2 separate regions of the Gossypium hirsutum genome follow, and region 2 is linked to region 1. A link is a contact called in public Hi-C data. All regions are on one chromosome and are shown on one strand. Each heading gives the region's core, a stretch centred on a gene start, on an enhancer-like site or on the middle of the called end of the contact. The rest is flanking DNA. Distances are from core to core; before and after follow the strand shown.

The links. A called contact is a pair of places that touch in the nucleus more often than the background predicts.
Region 2: a contact with region 1 is called in a Hi-C map of leaf, with 2.7 times the contacts expected there. The contact joins the promoter of LOC107945543 here to the promoter of LOC107945540 in region 1. A contact is called at or near these places in 15 of 34 Hi-C or Micro-C datasets (anther, callus, fibers and 3 more).

What each region holds. Positions count from the first base shown.
Region 1 is chrD12:37,726,766-37,732,898 of Gossypium_hirsutum_v2.1, forward strand. It overlaps LOC107945540 (putative pre-16S rRNA nuclease), which reads right to left and starts at 2,404. Exons shown (of 6, transcript XM_041106625.1): 1 at 2,036-2,404; 2 at 1,900-1,959; 3 at 1,702-1,814; 4 at 1,498-1,566; 5 at 841-892; 6 at 258-665. The coding sequence starts at 2,323. The coding sequence ends at 528.
Region 2 is chrD12:37,860,861-37,866,762 of Gossypium_hirsutum_v2.1, forward strand. LOC107945543 (transcription factor UNE10) reads right to left here and starts at 2,340. Exons shown (of 5, transcript XM_016879597.2): 1 at 1,997-2,340; 2 at 1,239-1,899; 3 at 983-1,078; 4 at 709-774. The coding sequence starts at 2,103. It also overlaps the pseudogene LOC107945546.

The sequences.
Region 1 (6,133 bases), core at 1,154-3,653:
AAATGTCGTGTTTTGAGTTTTAAATTATTTGATTTAAACGCATCATATTCCCCTAATTTTAATTACAAATTTGACCCTTATTTGAACACTATAATTACGATTATTTTGAAAGATTAATCTTTTATGTAATTGTAAGCAAACCTCTAAATGGTTCAGCAAAGCACTAATTTGAGCATTTAGCATTAATAATATACTCTTTCCTTTTTATCGTATCATAAGCCTCTTAAATTTGTAGTCAACACCTACATATTCAACTCTTTGAGTTAAATGGTATTATTTTTCATAAATATAAGAGAACTAAAAGGAAATCTGGAATCCTAATTGTTCATGTCACCCCCAAGTGCAAGATTTTTACATTTTCTGTTCTTGGTTCTTTCCTGCTTGGTTTAATGGAAAATTTTGCAGCAAAATCACTTAGGTAGACTAGGAGTTGCAATTGTAAAGCACTACTTCATATGCACTCTCAAATTCATATTCCCTAAACTCTACATAAAACACAAGGATTTGGTTATCCTTACAAGGTATTATCAATCAACAAATTCTTCAGTTGAAAAGTCGATGTCCAGTGGTGTACCCTTTCTAAGTTTTTCTTGCAAATCGATCTGTTTCGGCAAAACAATCTCAATGTCCTCACCGGACATGGCAAAGTATCTCTCTAGTAATATCTGCAGTGAGAAAAAAAAACCAAAGAGGTATAAGAAGAAAATGAACGACATCAAAATTGAAATCCATGGTCTTATTTACAAATTAAACCAAAAGTTTACTACAACCATGAATCACCGTTGAAGAAGTATACTATTATCTTTTTTCAATCATAAAAAAGAGAACAATGCTACAGACCACAGCAGCATATGCATCGGAGGTTTTTTGGCGTGCAGACTTGTTGAGACCCCTGAAAGACAAGTGAAAGAATTATGTTCCAGTTCAGACATCAAGAAGAAAAAAATTCAAAGATACAGAACGATCATGGCCCAGCACGTTATGCCTTTACAATTGTCCTCTTTTCATAACAAGTCGTAGGCATCAACAAACCTAACATGCTAGGCCATGTTGCGAGGCACAAACAGGTGCGTCTTCACAGATTTAAACTCGTGGCCTTACACACAAATGAGCAATACAACAGTCAATCAATTAGTATAGTGGAGTGCACTCTTTTGCATGCAAAGGATCTATGTATATCCAAAAAGGACAATTTCGACATGCTAGGCTGGGTCGTGAGGCACAATCTGCAATTGTCCTCTTCTCATAATCACAAATCTTCAATATAAGGACCCGACCTAGGACACTAGTCCACCTTGTGAGGCACAAACAGATGCGCCTGGCCTTACACACAAATGAGTGCACTCTGCAATATGACCAACACTCAATTAGTATAGTGGAGTGCATTCTTTGGCATGCAAAGGATCTATGTGTATCCAAAAGGGACAATTTCGGAGACACAGCCATCAGAGTCGTGACTAGGACAGGAAATATCAAATTGGGGAAACTTATTTGTACAAGTTAATCATCCTGTAAGCAGCTTCTGATGATGTCCCATGTTCATCTTGTAGATACACTCTCCAACCCCTGAGTTTGAGTAAAGCAATTGACACACACAAAAAAAAAAAAGTGATTTTTTATGCAAATTAAGACTAACCCAAATGGTTGAAGCAAATACACAAACAGTTTGGACTTCAAGCGAGAAACATAAAAAAACATTACCTCTCGGCAGCTCGAACCGCTAGCCGTCCGGCAATACTACGAACTTTGTTCGATTGAGGGGTCTCCTTTCCATCCCAAGATTTAGGGATACCAATTATAAATTCATCAACCTCCTACAATATATATACCTCTACCATTATACCCAAAATTTGCATTTAAGAAGCTTCGAATTAAAAGAGAGTAAGTAAATTTTTTAACCTCTCTTTCAGCCATGTCAAGCAGTTGTAGCTCAAGTTTTTGTCCTCTCAATTTCAAAACCTATAAAGATACAAAAACAGGGAAAACATCGAACAGGTAGTAAACTGAAAACCAAATTGAATGATGTTATTAGTACCGTGAGTGGACGAACGGAGAAACCTTTGCTAAGGGCAAGACCGGTACGTGATGAACCCAAATCCACGCCTAGGCTGAACCCTACTGTACATTGTGGATTGGTTTTACGGCGAAGGGCATTTGGGGGGAATTCTTGGAGAGACGACGATAAGGCATTGGGTTTTGGATTGTAATTACGGATTGGGGTTGAGAAATAAGGAAGAAACAATGGGGATTTTGAGAAGATTAGGTTAGGGTTGGTTTTAGATGGATTGAAAAATGGATGTGATTGCAATTGCGGTGAAGACATTGGAGATCGAGTGTCATACACTAAGCCCCCTAGTTTCCCAATCCAAGAAGAAAATTGTTGGGGGATTTTAAAACATGATCCTCTATAATGTGTAAATTTAAGATTTACTATTTATACTTTAGTTGTTGTACTAGAGTCAAATTGTATTTTTGTCTCTTCTGCTAAAAATTGAATAAAGTGGTCCCTTTAGGTTAGATCAAAGAGTAAATTGGTTATTCTTTTAAAAATTTCATCCATTCCGATTGTTAAAAATTTATTCATGAACATCAACATGAGGTATATGTGACACGTCATGTGTTATTATTTTGTTATTTTTTAGTCATGCCAGTTTTTAATAGTAGTATTGAATACTTTTTTAACAGAAATGACCAAATTACTCTTTAATCTAATGTATAAGAATTAATTTGTCCATTTTTTAGTAAATGAGGCAAAATGCAATTTGACACACAATATAGGGGCCTCTATGGCATTTTTACCCAATAATTTGACATAATTTGGTTCCTATACATAATATCATTAGTTAGTAGAAATGCTAACTACTTGAACTAACTAATGTTATTGTAAAATTAGAGATAAAAGTACCGAGTAGGTCTTTTATTATAAGAATAAAATCAAATTAGCTCATATATTATTAAATAGATTAATTTAGTCTATGTATTATTAAAAATAATAAAATATGATCGAATTTCAACATAATTAACATTTATAATTTTTAAAAAATAATTTATTGTTTTAATTTTTTAAAATTTTTTTATGGTTTTATAAATGAAACATTTTGTTTAAAATTGAAATACAAATGAAAAATTAATAATTTTTGTGCCATTTTTAAAATAGAAAAGAGACTTAACATATATTTTCACCGAAAAATATATGACAAAATTATGAGTTAAAGTATTCAAGAGGTTTCTATATTATAGGGATTGAATCAAATTAAATATTTTATTATTACATGGATCAATTTAGTTTATGTACTATCGGAAAGGATTAAATAAGTCCAAATTGTAAATGAGTTAACATTTACTACATAAAAAATATCTTGAAAATTATTTCTTTTTCCAATTGCAGTTCAATTCCAAACACAAAATTTCATTTATAGAACCATAAAAACTTTAAAAATATTAACTTTGTGAAATAGCAAATGACATTTTTTATGTAACTATATTCCAATTTAGCCTTATTTGATTCTTTTTAATAGTAGAGGGACTAAATTGATCCATTTAATAGAATAAGGATTAATTTGATTAGATCCCTATAATATAGGGACCTCTCAGGTATATTCACCCAAAATTATGTTAAATTCATGCAAATTCACCCAATTAAGGTGGGCTTCCTTGCTTTCCATATTAGAACCAATGGGCTCCATTGACGTCGGGTTGGCCATCTCTTTAACCGGGTTGTTTATCAATACCACTTGGGCTTTTGGCGTGGACGCTGCCCTCCTACTAAGCCTTGGAGAGGGTAGAAAGATAAAAACACCTTTCAAGTCCTTCTCAATTTTGATATTAAGCAAGTTGATCCCTTTCAAAAAGAATTTAAGTAATTTAAACTGTGAATTTCGAAAGTGAGCAACTAATGACTATTAGTTACTAGAATTTTACTTGTAAAATTAAAAGTTTTTATATGTGTTAAAAACATGATCTATTAAAATATGTTTAGATCGAAATTTTATAGATTCTCCTTTTTTGTACTCTTCATAAATTTGAAATTTAGTCTTTATACTTTTTTTTTTCTAGGAATTTAGTCTCTCTACTATCTGATATTTAAATCCAGCTGTTAACACAGTTAAAATTATTTTTTTAAATTTAGATTTATTACAATGTCATTTTTTAATCACATGACTACCAAGTGAATATTTTTGTTAGAAGTTTTGTCTTATTTGAAAGCTTTACTTTTTGTTCATTTGTATCAAACTTAATTCTTATTACTTAAATTTTTCATATGTATGAGAAATTTCAATTGACAACGCGCGCACAAAAAAAAAACTTATTTTGACAAGCCATTTATGGCTTCTTCTTTTTTGTGAATAATCTCATTACATGTTCTGATCATATCTGTTCTTTTTGATACAATGCCTAGAGCTACCTATAGTCCCTCCCCAACCCGTAAATAGGAGGATAATGCACTTCAACACACTCGAACCCACATCTTTCTGTATTAACAACAATACCCTTATCAAATCAATCGAGCTAATACTCCATCAACCATATAAGACTATCTTTAAAATCAATCATACTTTGGAATATAATCCTCATAATATGCTTCTCAGCACTAACTTGTATGAATGAATCACATAAAATTTCATTTCACCAAAAAAACTACCTAAATGGTAGATAATAAGCCACTTTTCTTAATGAAAGTTGGTCCATTATTATTCTGTCTCAATCAAGTTCATAGCTAATTGAGAGATCCAAGAAAAAATGCACCCTAAATTAAGGCCCTTGGTTTAATTGGATCACCAAATTGGAAAGCTTAACTTGTCAAAGTCCATTGCGTAATGAGTAGGCGTGATCTAGCAAATTAGCAATGCCTAAGAATATTAAGAAACAAGATTTAGTCCTAGAATTTGGTGTTTTCTTTTAATTTGGTCTCTAATTTTTTTGTTCACACTAGTCTCGAAATTTGATAAATTTTGTAATTTGATACATGAACTTAGATTTCGTTAATATGTGATGATGTGATATTTTGAGATTGTGATGTTATTATTTGAAATTTTTAAAATATATATATAATTAGAGGCGAATCTAGGAGGCTGGCAGGGGCCCCGACCCCCCTAAAATGTAAAATTGCTATTTAGTCCCCTATTTTTTTTTTAAATTTTAAATTAATAAAGATAAAATTGTACTTTGGCCTCTCTTAAAATTATAAAAATTTGATTTAATCTTTTAAAAGTTATAAAGATATACACTATAAAAAATTAAAATTTTATCTGCCCCTAAAAAATTGTTCTGGCTTCACCCCTGTATATAATACAAAAAAATTAAATAAAATAAAATTAATATTTACTTGGAGAAGTGATTAAAGTTCTTGTTTGACATCTAGATGACATGGATTTGACAATTTGGATTTGGATTTCATTTATTACGTAAATGGTAATAATGAAATGCATATATTATGGACAAATTAGATGAGATTCAATATAATATATATTAAAAAATATAAAACACAGATTTGTTAAATCCAAAAATATTTTAAGAATTTCAAATTTATTACTAAATAGGCATCTAACAAATAATGGATTTGAGAAATTATCATAAATGTTATATTTTTAAATGGTTTACTACTCAATTTATATTATTTTTAAAATCCAAATTCTAAAATCCTAGTTCTCAAGTGCTACCTTAAGAAAATCCAAATTCAAGGATCAAATTAGAAAAAGAACTACAAAGTTTCAGGATTATTGTGGACTAAAAAAAAGTTTAGAGACCAAGATGATAAAAACTATCAGGTTCAAGGACTAAATGATTGTTTTTCCCTAAGAAAAAAATATGGGAACTAATTGTTGTGCCGACCTTTTCAAAGTTTCACAAAAGTCCCCCACTAGAACCCACCATTTAGACCCACTACTTAGCGCAATTCGACCCCTTTTAAACCAGGAAATTTCTCATTACGAAGAAAAATACACGATTTTTGGTTTACAGCACCAAGAGTTTGAAAAAAAGACCAAAAAGATTTGATCTTCTTCACCTAGAAATTACATGGGGTCTTATCAATTGACAATTTCTAAGAGACTTGTTGTTAATTAGCCCCTTTGGTGAAACTCAAGCAAAGCAACTCTAAGATTAATCAATTTGTAATTTTTAGAGTCCGGTG
Region 2 (5,902 bases), core at 1,090-3,589, 130 kb after region 1:
CGATTGAGTCTTAACTCAGTTGGTATTGACATTATTATCAGTGCAAGAGAACGTAGATTCGAATGCGCTGAAGCGCATTATCCTCTTATTTAAAGATTGGGGAAGGATTACGGATAGTTCTAAGCATTGTATCAAAAATCAAAGACTAAAAATCGTGATTAAATAAAAATATGATACCGGAATAACTTACAAATAGAAAGAATTATTATCAATAATCCATGAAAGGAACCCAAAAAGAATCTAAAAATTATGAAGATTTTTTTCCATTTTCCTAAAATACTTGTTTGTAGACCACAAAAAAATGTAAATATAATATAATATAATAATAGAAAAATGAAAAAAAGACCCCACAAAATTATTGGGTGACAGTGAAGTGTAAGCAGACATCCAAAATAACACTAATAAAAGTATATTATTTGATTGGTCAGCCTTTTTCTTGTTCTTCCTTTTATTTTCTCTAATTTTTATATTTAAAAGAAAATTAAAAATACAAAAAAAAAGAGGAAATTATAGGATAAAGTCTGTATTTTGTAAGTAGAGAATATATGTACAGTAGTCAAGCTTCTTTTGAGCATAGGCAGTGTTTGCGGGGTTTTTAATTGAACTGCATGGATTTTTATTTATCAATACAACTTGTCTATTTCCTAAAATGTTTAATATTGTTTATTAAAAAACTTAAATCTATTGAAAATAATAAAAAAAACATACCTTGCTTGAATTAGGTACCAATTTCTGTAATGTTTTCATCCTTTGATTTATCTTATCTCTTCTTTTCTGAGAAAATCCAAAAAAAAAAAGGATAAATTAAAAAAATAATATTTATTGAGCATATTTAGAAAAGTGAAGTTACTTTTTTATATATGCTTTTTCTTACTGAGCACTCACACTTCGGCAACTAGCCTAAATATCGAATCCAATCATTGACTCTGATTTTTATTTATTAAATTTAATCTATTTCAGGATTGGCAAAGAATAGACTTACACGTTCAGATTGGTTATGGATAGCTGCAGCTCTGCTCCTTTTTGTTGAAATGGAAGATTTCATAGTTTCCTTTTTGTCTTCCTCACCTGTCTCCTCCTTTAACACACCAAATTTGAAATGAAAAAAGAAAAATCAAATTACATGCACATGCAATAATAAATAATCATATTTATTGATTATGGAGTTCTATGAGACAACAGACATGTCCCCATAATGTGTTTTTGTAAGACAAGAAAATAATTGAATAGGACTTTGCCTGAGGTTTACTGTGAGAGGCTGAATCATGATCATTATCTGTTGCAGTCTTCGTGTTTTCAATGGAACCATGTGAAATAGAAGTGAATCCAACACCAAAATCTTTGTCGTACGTATCGACGGTCACGTTCCGGTGACTGTCTCTTCCGAACGTGGCACTGGCACTTGCGCTTTGTTCCCATTCCGGTGGTGCTACTTGTGCACCCACCGCCTTTTCGCGTTTCCTTGTGACATCGTCTTGTGTATTAACCGTCCCACTACAGGATCCTACCCTAGTGGAACATCCCATCATACAAGTTCCACCACCACCAAGACCCGGCATAGATTCCAACACGTGTGCGGTGGTGGTCTTGTCTTCTGAACAAGGAACTAAAGCATCCATAGCCATGGTGGCTGATGAAGACGACGCCGCCGCCGAAACACGGTGGTGGTCCAACCATACCAATTCATCCCCACCAACACCGACAGAATCCTTACTACCATATGGAAAACAAGTAGCCTGGTTCACTATAGACTCTAAAGTGCCACCGCCACCGCCACTGGCTCTTGGTTTATCCCAAGTGGTGGCGTTTAGTTGTTTAGCCACCACACGCGGTGGACCTAAGCTGTGCATGGCTAGTTGCCCATTTTCCCATGTTAATTCAGCTACTTCATAATCTAACCTGCAAAAACAAAATCAAGCACCAACGTCAATCAAAACTAGTAAATTAACTTAGACGTTATGTAAATAAAAACGAAGGGTTTTTCTCTTTTGTGTACATGGGAACATCAGGGGCAGTGGAATTTGAGTTGAAGCGGAACGAGTGATGGCGAGTGGTGAGTGGATTGTTGTCATCCAGTTCCCAACTCGGAACACACTGACTCATTTTTTAACAAAAATCCGTTTTGCTTGAAAGATTTTCAAGTCTTAATGGGATTTGAGAAGGGATTCATATAATATAGTGGGTACTGAGAAATAAATGGTGTACCCCACCCCCCTAGTCTTTATGATTGTGGAGATAAGAATCAAAATGAATTGATGAGAGAGAAAGAGAAGGGATTCTGGTCCATATATGGTAAAATAGTTAAAATGTTTGAAAATAATAAGCACAACACCAATCTTGAACATATAATTATTATGAATGATACCATTATAACGTATAAAACCATCGTTATCCTTTTTCAATTTTTCCCCTCCCTTGTAGGAAAAGAGACGTAAAAGGACAACATGTTAGAAAGCACTGAAAAACACAACTTTTAAGTATCAAAAGAATTAATAGGGTACAAATTGATGATGCTAACAACAAGTCTATTGAGACACAACCGCAGGAAAAGAGTCCAAAATTAAACATCCAATGGAATTATGGTGCAGGGGATATACATAAAGGACGACATTATATGTTTTTATAAACCTACACATTAGTCATACCAAAACAATAACTACACGGATTTTTCGAGGCCCATCACCTTTTGTTTTGCAATTAAGCTATCTTCTATTTCGGAATCGTTTTGAGGTTTGGAATTACTTTTTCTAGCAATATCATCTCTAAAACTCGAATATAAATTTATTTTCTAGAAATGCAACACATATAAAAGTAGTCTTTATTTGTATCAAGAGAAAGGAATTTTGAATGGAAGTTGTATGGGCTGGTAAAGTTGAAAAAAGTCCACAATGGGCTTTGTCTTAGGCCCATAAACTTCATTAAAATGAAATTAGAATAATCAATATAGTAGCCCACATTCACTAAAGCTAAATGCTTTTAGTTGGACCTACGAAACCCATATAATTTCTCAAATGATTTTATTTTATTTTTATTAAAAGTAAATAAATATGCAGACAGACATGACAAATAAATGTTTATATTAGAAACAAAGATGACATGTTACACATAAACGCACAGCAATGATTACTAAATTTTGATTTAACACAAAAACAAAGAAACCAATGATTCGATGCTTCTTTTTCCAAAAATTATTTAGTATTAATATTTAAAATGGGAACATTTGAGGCTTTTCAAATTGATGCATTTGATGTTTTAAATACCAAATTGAGATAATAAAATCTAATTCATTTTTTTTTGTTATTTTCAATGTTTTCTTTCCTTGCAAAAAGCTCATAGACTTTCTTTTGTTTCATTAAATGATTGCTTATTTTAAAACTAATCTCTAATACTAAAATGAGACAAAAACAAAATCGTATCCAACAATATAAAGTGAAAGCTGTTAATTGTAACTAAATCACACCGACAATATTTAAAAAAAAAAATCAAAATAAATCATTAAAGAAACATAATTTATTTTTTTTAATTCGGATTATCAAAATTTTAATTACTTTAACTTTTTCAAATTTTAACCCCGATCTTTATAAACTTTTTTATCAATTTGACTGTTGTTATTTTCCAAGATGTTGACAAAAATATTAATAATGTCGACATATCTCATATGTGTATCAATAAATAATTTAAAAATTATAAATATATTAAAAAATATAAAATACTTACTATATTTAAAATTTTAATGTTTTATTTAATATTTTTATTAAAAAACAATTTGTGAGGAGTAAAAAATTAAAATTTACTTCACAATAAGACAATGTTAAGACAAAGCAGATTAAACTAATTAACTGCTAATAAGACAAATTACTTGTTTTATATTTTTTGGGTTTTATAAAGACAAAACAAAAACCAGAATTTACAAAAATGTCACAATCACCGAAATCCCCAAATACAAACCCTAACCCTAATTCAGACCAGGATTATTTAAACTTGGAACCACCGCCATCGCTAAAATCCCAGTGGAAGCCTAAAGCTTTAAGCTTACCAGACATTTGGGTCAAAGAACAAGCTTTAAAGCATGTTATTTGCAATATGCAGCAATAGTTCAGCCGTACGCCGTCAATTTCGCCGCCGTCGGAGCCTGATTTAACGTCTTTTCAGTCATTTCCTTGACTACTGTTCTCTCCTCTCCGACGTCGTACTACTCGGAATATTCTCGAAGCTTCCTGTTTCACAGCATGTTTCAAATTCCTTGGTCTGCAAGCGTTGGCTGTACCTTACCGGCCGGTTAGTTCAATCCCTTAAGGTTAAAGATTGGTCCTTTATTTCATCGGGTCGGGTTTTTAATCGGTTCCCTAATTTGACCGATTTAGACCTCGTTGGTTCTTGTATTCAGATGCCAAAAGATTCCGGCGTATTACTGACGCATAAAACGGTGTCGGTTTATGTGGATACTAGTTTTGCCTTTGCCGGATTTCTCGGAAAAACGGCACTTCTGCCGTTGCATGTGGTTGATACAGGGCTTGCAATGGTAGCCGAAAAGTACCCGAATTTACGCCGATTAGTAGTGATTGGAGCAAGTGAAGAAGGGTTAAGGCAAATTGCGGCACGGTTTATACTTTGCAAGAACTTGAGCTACATTGTTGTGGTGATTTAGCTTTGAAAGGTATTTCCGGGATTAAAATCTTACAAGTGATGAAATTGATCGGTTCGGTTAATGGGTTTTATGATTCGACCATATCGGATATCGGGTTAACGTTATTAGCTCAAGGCTGTAAAAGGTTAGTTAAGCTTGAGCTTTGTGGATGTGAAGGGAGCTATGATGGGGTTAAAGCAATTGGACAATGCTGTCAAATGCTTGAAGAATTAAGCTTTTATGATCATAGGATGGATGGTGGATGGTTAGCTGGGCTTTCATACTGCTCGAATTTGAAGACTTTGAAGCTCAAGTCTTGTAAAAATACTGATACGAGTCCGGGAGCAGACGAACATTTGGGGACTTGTTTGACACTCGAAGAGTTGCATTTGCAACAGTGTCACATCCGGGATAAGCAAAGTGTTAAAGCATTGTTTTTGGTATGCGAGAATATTCGAGCTATTGATTTTCGGAATTGTTGGGGTTTGGATGATGATGTGTTTAGCCTTGCAAGTATTTGTAGGTACGAAGCTTTTAATTTTTTCCATAAGCGTTATATATATATTCGGTATCGCATATATATTCTACTAGGTGCCAAAGTCCTAATACTGCATTGATGTAGCGTTAATTCAGCATGTATATTGTTAAGAAATTGGTGATCTTATTCAAGAATGGCGTAAGTGTTAACCGAGTTATGAGGTAAAAATTAACCAGTCTTATTATTGCAGTTACATGGTAGAAAATTTAGGCTGTGACGGTTGATTTGATCTTAAATTTTCTGGCAAGTTGAGTAGTTGAAGAAGGGGATATATGTTCATGGTGTGCCTTTAAAACATATGTTCCGATACAAGTACGTGTCAGACAGAGAATGTCATTGGCCCTACAGAGTCTATTATTATACCTATGTCTGATTATGCGTTGAACACAAGTAGCTTTGCTTCAAGTTCTAACTTGCGATTTTCATCGTCTTTTGATAGGAGAGTGAAGCTTCTTTCTGTGGAAGGATGCTCGTTGGTGACGATAAAAGGTTTAGAATCGGTACTACTTTCTTGGAAAGAGCTTCAACAATTAAGAGTAATGTCATGTAATAACATTAAGGATACGGAAGTGACACCGGAACTTGCAACCTTGTTTTCAATGCTTAAAGAGTTGAAATGGAGACCGGATTCCCGATCTCTGCTGTTGTCAAATCTGGTAGGGACGGGAATGGGAAAGAAAGGTGGGAGATTCTTCCAGAGGTCTAAAGATTGATGACTCATCTTTACTTCATCATTT